2 separate regions of the Hordeum vulgare genome follow, and region 2 is linked to region 1. A link is a contact called in public Hi-C data. All regions are on one chromosome and are shown on one strand. Each heading gives the region's core, a stretch centred on a gene start, on an enhancer-like site or on the middle of the called end of the contact. The rest is flanking DNA. Distances are from core to core; before and after follow the strand shown.

Region 1 (4,657 bases), core at 901-3,400:
GGCGTGAAAAAAACGATGCTTTAAAAATGCTATTTTCAAAAGCATTTTAGAATGTTGATTATTTTTTGCCATGACTTCCATGAATGTCATTCCAAGATAAAACTTTGCAATGACTTAAAATATTTTTCAATTTTTGCCACAAAATAGAAAAATCATATACTTTGCATCCGTGTTGTTTGTCCTGATGTGATAGAAGTATGCTTCAAATTTCTAACACATCTAGGTTCTTTTTGATTTGCCAAAATAGTAAAAAGAACATGATTGGAACGTCATGCCATTTGAATCCTATCAAATTTGATTTTGTTTGATTGCATCAGAAAATAAAATATTTTTTCAAGATCATTGAGTGGATGTAGTGATCTTAATGGTCTTATATTCCTTCATAGAGGGAGTACAAATGATTTCTTAGAAAAAAAACCCAACAGGATTCAATCCTCTAAAATCCTATGAAAATCAATTGAACGATATGGACCTTACACATTTATACGGATTAAACAAGTTTCCTTGGAAAAGTTTGCGCTCCACACGAGGGCCTCGAAGAGCCGGGGCCAGCAGAGGTCCAGCACCCCAGCAGTACACTGTTGAGTGAATTTAAACTAAGTCCAGTCTAGATGCATGTGCTCGAAGCAATAAACATATCAAGTCGTACACGTACGCTGGTTTGACCACGCTAATGGAGTACTACTACTACTAAAAGAGACGAGAAGAACACAATACGTTAATGATGGCGAGTAAACATTGGTCAAAAAGGCATTATCACGGGGGATCTACACGGGACGGGAAAAAAAAAAGCCCACTAGCTGACCACGACTGAAAAATACATGTACGTATACGAGAAGAAGAAGTTGACGCCTTTTCTTGTCTCTCGAACACGTTTCGATATTCCGTCATCTGGCGATTATCTTTATCAAGAGATCCAGCGGCAAAAACGTTTTTTGTCAATCGTGAAGCAGCCGTAGAATAGAAAGCATGTAGACGTTTGTTCGTCGACGGCGCCACTTAATTTGATTTGTTCTGGATTCGCCAAATTTGGCTGGTATTTGTGAAAGTTCAAAGTGTAATGCGCCTGCTGTTCCTCGCGGAAAAAAATGTATGTTGTACATAAACTAAACTCAGCTAATGGAGTAATTCAGATGCAAAGGCCATGTTCATTCTCTTTTTCTAAAAAAAATAAAGCAATGATAAACAAACATGCATTTTAATATACATCTGATTAAAGAACCGAAGTCTTCAAGTACATCGGGTCCAAATCGAAAGACATTAATTAATCGCTGCAACATGGCATTTTTTCTATTGATTTTTTATGCTACTTCTACATGACAATTTTGAATTTTCATTGTGGATATGGTGTATATTTTCTTTTAACAATACAGACGTAAGCATTTATATATACGCGCATACACTTATCTCTATGAACATACACACATCCCTATAAATCATATACACGTGCATACATTCATTTCTATGAACACACACACCCTATAAACGCAAACACGTACATACTATCTCTATGAACACCCCGAAAGATTGAGCCGGCATGTCATATTAAGGTTTACAAAGTTATTGTAGACGCCTCGTATCCTTTCACTCAAAGCGTATCACATTCATTCTTATGAACGCGCACACACACACATCGTACCACTATGTGCACCTTCAAAAACTACTTTCACTTAAAGCGATCGACGAGACTTAAACTCTGATGGATTGAAGATAGCATGAATTCTAATGGGCTGAAGATACCAAGGTTCTCTAATCATCTAACCACATGTTGGTTTGATGATAGACGTGTACATACTTTGTAAATTACACGAGGCGAACCTTTTCCAGCCGTGTACATACTTACATGAATACTTGCATGAATTACACGGGGTGCGGTGGAGAACAAATGTAGAAAAAAAAACTTACCGGAAGCATGCACGTTGCACGGAGAAAAGGTTGGTTTTTAAAGTGCATGACAGAGAAGAGAGAGGGAGAGAGAGCACCGCTCGTGGGGTTAAAACCCCAAGAACTGCATTGGAGCAGCAGCACAAGGCGCAGAAGCTGCAGCAAGAAGAAGAACCAAGTAGCACCGAGAAGAAGAAGTGCACTGTGCCACCTTCCCTCCCCCCCCCCCCCCCCCCCCCCCCTCTCTCTTCTAAGTAGCAACACGAGCAGGCAGGAAGCTACAGGCAAGAAGCAGCAGCAGCTTGATCGACACCGGCGGCGGCGGGCGGATCTGCCGTGGAGCCACGGCCGGGTCCTCCGGAGCCGGGAGCTGCCGTTTCGGAGCCCGTGGCGGCGAGATCTGACGAGCCGCCGCCTTCTCGCAATCGAGAGGCGCGGTTCTTGCCTAGCTCCCGCGGCCGCAAAGGCGGCGCATTCCCGCCGCCGCCGCCGCCAGTCCCCTGACGCTTCCCGGAGGCGGGGCTGGGGCTCCTGGATCGAGAGGCTCGAAAACTCGGAGTTCTTGGATCGAAAAGGACCGCGCCTTCGGGCCGGGTGCGGCGGAGGCAGGAGGTTTGGCTTGGCCGGTTCGGGGAAGGAGACAGCGATGGTGATGCTGTTTGGAAGCGCTCGTGATTTGGTGTAGAAACAGGAAACGAAGCCTTCTTTCGTTTTCTCCGCTCCCTCGCCTCCCCGTCTCGTGGGCTCCCCGTGTTGCCTTCAAGCACGCTCGCTCGTCAAGTATGAATCTCTCGCCGTCGGCCGGCGGCGGTTGCCTGCCGGATCAGCCGGCGTCGCCGGAAGGTATTATTGTCTTGGCATTTCAGTTGGCAGTTTTCACTTCGCTTGCTTTAAATCTGTGTGTGTAATCATGTGAGCCCCATCAACCTACTATCAATTTATTCTTCCTTGGGTGATTTCTTTACTACGCTTCTTGACAACATACAACTGTTATGTTAATGCAACACTAATACACTTGATGACAGAGTTTCTGGTTCTTTACAAGTCTGCCCATTTAAATTTTATAAATATACATATATATATATATATATATTTTCTAGTATTTAATAGTGCAGATTTTCTAGCCAAATATATTTTTCCCCAGTGGAAGGTGTTAAAGTAGGATGCAGGTTCTGAACTTGGATGCAGGATTGTTAACTGAACTTCATATATCTTCTGTACCTTATGCTCAAACTATTTCCCTTTTCAGTATCAGAAGAGCACAAGTGCCTAAACTCAGAGTTGTGGCACGCCTGTGCCGGCCCCCTCGTTTCTCTGCCTGCGGTCGGCAGTCGGGTGTTGTATTTTCCTCAAGGTCACAGTGAGCAGGTTACCATTCTTCCTCCCAGTACAACGATGTAGATCGGAGATGTTGTAGAGTATCTCCGAGTACCAGTAATGGTTGCAGAATTGTTTTCATTTTCGCAAGGTCCCTTTTGAGTTCCATGTCTCGCAGCAGTTCTTAGATGGTTCTGCCAGAACTGAAGATTTTTAAGACACTAATGGACTCACATGGTTGAGTTTCTACCATAGGTATCGGTATCAACAAACAAGGAAATGGAGTCGCAGATCCCCAACTATCCGAACCTGCCTGCGCAGCTTATATGCCAACTGCATAATGTGACCATGCACGTAAGATCGGATCGATATAATGAATCTGTTTCAAGACCCAAGTAGTACTGACATTAGCATTGTCTCATAAGCATTGCTGTATTTTTTTCCTTCAGGCTGATGCAGAGACAGATGAGGTCTATGCACAGATGACGTTACAGCCACTCAGCCCAGTAATACAGGATTTCCAACCTAGTGCCATCTATGCATGTACTTCTGTTTGTAGCAAACTTATATTTTATCTTGATTTTGTTTCCAGCAAGAACTCAAGGACCCATTTCTACCTGCTGAATTGGGCAATGCTAGCAAACAACCAACGAATTATTTTTGCAAAACATTAACTGCAAGTGACACCAGTACGCATGGTGGATTCTCTGTTCCCCGCCGAGCAGCGGAGAAGGTGTTTCCTCCGCTGGTACGTGCTGTTCATCAGCAATTGTTTGCTGTATCTTTTAACCACATGTTACATTTTCGGATGAAATGAACTTCATTTAATTATGTATTTTCCTTTGATAATTTTGTAGGATTTCACTCAGCAGCCTCCAGCACAGGAGTTGATGGCAAAAGACCTGCATGGCAATGAGTGGAAATTCCGTCATATCTTTCGAGGTTAGTTATTTTGTAGCTATTTTTGTTGGTTCTTCCTTTGTGAATTTTTCGGTCATGTATAGTCTATATAGCCTTGTACATACCCTCATTTCATACAGCCTTGCTTGATACAGCTCATGTAAGATTTCAAAAAGTAGTATATGATGTCAAATAACTTCAAATCAAATTGCTGGTGCAGGTCAACCAAAGCGGCATCTTCTGACAACAGGTTGGAGCGTCTTTATAAGTGCAAAGAGACTGGTTGCTGGAGACTCTGTCCTATTTATCTGGTACATCTGTTCTTCCAGTTTATTTATTTTTAGAACAGTTACTCAGTGCTTCCATACCCTACCGTTTTTAGCAGAGTTTTATGTTGATATTCATTTGTGTCTTTGGTTGATCAGGAATGACAACAATCAGCTGCTTCTGGGAATACGTCGAGCAAATAGGTCGCAAACGGTCATGCCATCATCAGTATTGTCTAGTGACAGCATGCATATTGGTCTTCTGGCTGCAGCTGCTCATGCTGCATCTA
Region 2 (4,657 bases), core at 628-3,127, 140 kb after region 1:
TTACGACATGTTGGAATATTCGGGTAAAGAGGAATCTTACAATCTTCATGCGTGAGAGGCCCACTTTCTCCATGTGTCGGAGTGGTTTTATACATGACATTGCTTCATTGGCTTATATTATTAAGCCTAGGTTTAGATATGATATGATCAAATGGGTTTCTTACGTCCCACCTTAGAATGTATGTTGTATTAGGGTCATTCTTTACATATTTCTGAGCATCATACTCCTTGTATACACTGTACATATGATTCATTTCAATAAAGTTACAGACCTTTGGAGGTTTTGCCCTACAATGAATAGTAAGAAAACACTCCTTGCGGAGTTGGAAGAAACTCCGGGAGACCAACTTTATGAACCGCCAAAGTAAGTGAATTCACTTATTTCCCCATATATATACCCCTCATATGGAACATTATTGCATTGAAGTTGCCACTCAACCCTCGAGTGAAAAAAATATCAGGTCCAACCTCTCTTGCGCGAGTAGGAAGCCACAAGCACACATCACACATGTGTGTCCCCAACGAGCTTGCTTGGATTTCCTCCTCGATTCCACCCTCCCATGTTGGTGTCCGTCCCACCTGAGTTGATTGCCCATTCGCCCACGAGCACTCGCTAGTTGGCACCTTTCTCCCCATAGCATCCGCACATCCTGTCGTTCACTGCTCGGGCTTGCCTCTCGCCACTACTCATCCTCCACTCAACACTGCACTACCGGTGCTCATTGTCGCCGATCTTGAAGCTCCCCGATCTTTGGGTTATATGCTTAAAGCCGATGACAACTTCCACCTCCCCATATGTTGCACCACCCTTCCATCTGCCTCCAAGCTTGACGTTGACCATCGACTCTACTGCTCAGCCCTTCCGCTAGGCCTCTACTCTACTGCACCTTTGCAACAGCCCCACTCCGATGAGGGCACACCTCTTTTGTATAGTGGATAGTATGATTTTTTATCGGCTAACAACCTATTATGTACATGTCCATGGTTTACGTGGTATGTGATAAATTGATTATATTTTCAAGTATCTCTATGTGCTAATTGAAACATTCATTTTGACACATATGATAGACGGAAAAAGCAAAACCAGGCAAAGTAGTTTGTTATCCTATGACCCATACATTTTTTTTCGGGTATTGCATCAAAGCAGTCAAATGGTAATATTTCGTGCATGCATTCTTTTACACTACTATCATTGTATTTTTTAATTATCACTACAAATTTTTTTATCTTGTTGACTACAAATATCAAACAAAGTCGGGCATCTAGCACCGTATAAGGTCCACAATATCATGTACCTGATTTTCGACTAGTACCTCTGCAAGGGAGAAATAAGACCTTCAGTTGTCACTATTAAATATCATCAAAATATTTTTTTGGTGTTCTCAATGAAATGACGAATCATATTTGGCATAACATGCTACAAAGTCGAGATGCAAAAGATGATAGTTATTACATGCAGGTGTCCCATAACTACATTCATAATAATAAATTATGTCATGGACACTTTAACATGGTTGAGCTCGGCTCCTATGTTCACGAGAAGAGTACGTCTCGTCACAGTGCACTCGTAGATGTTTTAGCACCATTTTACACTGCTGATCGCTCTAGCTCTGAAACAGGCCTGGGCCCAGTGCTAACGTGGCTCCGCCCATGGATGAAACTAATATGGATGCAATACGTGATGCTACTGACCAATGGTTTTTTCCTTGATGATTAGTTTTTACTGTGTCTCCTTTTGTTAGGAGAACCTTGTAATAACTTGAAGATCTTTCTTTTGTTATATCTGTTCTCAAGTGCGTCAATGTCACAATGATTTTAACATTTACGCCAAGCCCATCAAGAAAATTACATATATAGTATTCCACTACTCCTACAAGATGACATTATAACATTTACATCAAAAAAATTACATATATAGTATTTCTGCTACCCGCAAAAAATAAAGAGAATCTATTTCTGCAGGAAAAGAAACTACCCCTCAAACCAGCATGAGCTGGGAGGGAAGTTCAAAAAAGAGAGAAAAAAGCTTGAGCTGGGAGGGAAGTTCAAAAAAGAGAAAAAAAAAGCTTGAGCCGGGAGGTGGGCTCGCACGCGCTGTGAGCCTGTGACGCAGGATCAGCGAATGCACGATCCGAAGGCTCGCTGCGCGGCCGACGCAGCGCTTCAATCAGTCGGCTGGATCTGGGTCGAAACGTTTTCCGAGCGAAAATTTCAGGGCAAGCACAAATTTCTCAGCGCCCAAACCCTAGCTAGCCCCTCCCACCTTCCCTCGATCCAAATGGACGGCGGCGACTGCGGCCTCCGCTTCGACTTCGAGGACTACCTCGACGCCGTCGGCGCTGGATCCGGCTCCGCGTCCTCCGAAGCCCCCATCCTCGCCGTGGGAGGGCCGTCCCGTGGCTGTGGCCTCCAAATGGATGGCGATGAGGACAACCTCCGCTTCGACTTCGAGGACGACCTCGACGCGGCCGGTGCTGGCACCGGACACTCGGTCGGCTACTTCGAAGCCCTCATCCCCGCCGCTGGAGGGCCGTCCCATGGCCCTGGCATCGGAAGCTTCCAAATGGACGGCGACGAGGGCAGCCTCCGCTTCGACTTCGAGGACTACCTCGACGCCGTCGGCGCTGGATCCGGCTCCATGTCCGCGTCCTCCGAAGCCCCCATCCCGGTCACGAAAGGGCTGTCCCATGGCCATCGCCGCGTAATCTTCCAGCAGACCGTGTGCCAGCACTGGCTGCGTGGGCTTTGCAAGAAAGCGGAGCCGTGCTCGTTCCTGCACCAGTTTGACATGGATCACATGCCAGTGTGCCACTTCCACCATGCTTTCCGCTTCTGCTGCGCAGAGGATTGCAACTTGAAGCATGAGATCCAGGTGTGCGAAATGTAAGGAACATCCTCTCTCAATCCCATTTATTTTATTAGTCCTACGAAACCTAGCCTTGGATCATGTACCCAAGATTCATCCTCAATTATAGGGTGGCGCGTGCTTTGCCGCCCCGTCCTTCAGTCATGAGTTAAGCCTTTTTTAACGTGTTTGAGTTAAGCATTTTTTAGTGTGTTTTTATGCAGGCGGGTACGGTTAGTTGCTTTGTTGTGTGTTTCACACCTGAGTTAGACTGGCTTTTAATTACGTTTGTGTTGCTCTTTTTTATTGGCTTCACTCTTATGAGGTGGAGGCGGTATCTTCTCTGGGAGGTTGACTGAGCTGTTGTTGCAGATAACACATAAATAAACATACATATGACATGTTCACCCGGAGTGGACCCAAACGCAGTACACATTAGCGATTCAACCCCTTACAGGTGGCCCACCAGTGACTCCCAACCCCGACGCAACACGAGCCAACATTCCTAGGATGCTTAGAATCTTAAAACTTATGAGCGAAAGTAGTAAGGATATTGATGCATGCCAATTAGACATGTCATTAAGTTTTATTGTGGTCTGCTACATACGACCTGCACCTGCCTATAATTCCGTTGAAGTGAATTCATAATCAAACAGATAAGCTAATCTGGTAGCTTAGGTATTTTATGCAGATCAAGGTCACCGATTCTGTAGAATGACTCTACTCAATCTTTGACCCTTTGGATTGTCAAGTTCATGTCATGTTTTTAGTTTGCAGCATTCATTCTTCTATAGTGCTTCTGATTGCGGGTTTGCTTCATGATATATTGGTCCATAATCATATCTGCTCCAAAGTTTGTGCCAGGTAATTCAAGACTTTTAGTTAATTTACTTTCTTTATATTGGCATGAATTGAAAACTACAGCAGGAAAACGGCACACCAGATCTTATGCTGGTATCAACTTCCTAGTGCATAAGAGCCAAATTATCATATCTGCTCCAAAGTTTGTGCCAGCCAATTCAAGACTTTTAGTTAATTTACTTCCTTTATATTGGCATGAATTGAAAACTACAGCAGGAAAACGACACACCAGATCTTATGCTGGTTTCAACTTCCTAGTGCATATAAGAGCCAAATTATGATGATAAATTGATGGGAGAGTATTTTGTGTCTTATACCTACAAATTAATCTGAAATGAGCTGTCTTGCTCTTGTACACAGACATATTAAAGTTGCAGTCATGTTCAGTGCTTATGAATGTTTTTAAGGTGTCGTTATCTTGTCGCTGTAGCGACGATATAAAGGTGTGGCGCGGTCCCAGCCTAAAGCGTCCAGGCTCGCGATACTTTTGGCGTGTGGCGCCTGCCATACTCACGTGACGTCCCCAAATGGCCATATCGTCAATATGACACGTTTTGGGTCGCCATGCCTGAAATTGGACGCCATGGGCTAGGAGAGTTGGCGCACGCTGGAACCAGCAGAGAGAGAGAGAGAGAGAGAGAGAGAGAGGGAGGGAGGGAGGCCATGGCAAGGTGAAATTGCTGTATACCTCAACCTCATCATCTCTGGTGACCAGCCAATGGCAGCAAGCTCCAGCCTCCGCACTACCACCCCTGCCACGACCCCATCCTCCTGCGACCCCTTTCCTCTTCTCCCACCAGCCCCCTTACCCTCCCCGCGCCACCCCCTTTCCCCTCCTCCCTCCACCCCTATTTCCCCTCCAAATCTGCTATAGAGTTGGATTATGTATATGAAGTTGTGATTTAATTTGTTATCATACAAAGTTAGGTTGTGTCTATGTCTCTATGATGT

The links. Hi-C and Micro-C count contacts between places; a contact is called where the count stands out from the background.
Region 2: a contact with region 1 is called in a Hi-C map of seedling, with 4 times the contacts expected there. The contact joins the promoter of LOC123401262 here to the promoter of LOC123401291 in region 1. A contact is called at or near these places in 3 of 6 Hi-C or Micro-C datasets (leaf and seedling) and 1 of 1 datasets of contacts at active chromatin or transcription factors (embryo).

Annotation. Positions count from the first base shown.
Region 1 is chr6H:101,181,288-101,185,944 of MorexV3_pseudomolecules_assembly, forward strand. LOC123401291 (auxin response factor 6-like) reads left to right here and starts at 2,151. Exons shown (of 14, transcript XM_045095065.1): 1 at 2,151-2,727; 2 at 3,134-3,252; 3 at 3,457-3,555; 4 at 3,651-3,707; 5 at 3,794-3,949; 6 at 4,059-4,143; 7 at 4,322-4,412; 8 at 4,527-4,657. The coding sequence starts at 2,667.
Region 2 is chr6H:101,317,743-101,322,399 of MorexV3_pseudomolecules_assembly, forward strand. LOC123401262 (zinc finger CCCH domain-containing protein 45-like) reads left to right here and starts at 1,878. Exons shown (of 5, transcript XM_045095020.1): 1 at 1,878-2,883; 2 at 3,623-3,709. The coding sequence starts at 2,123.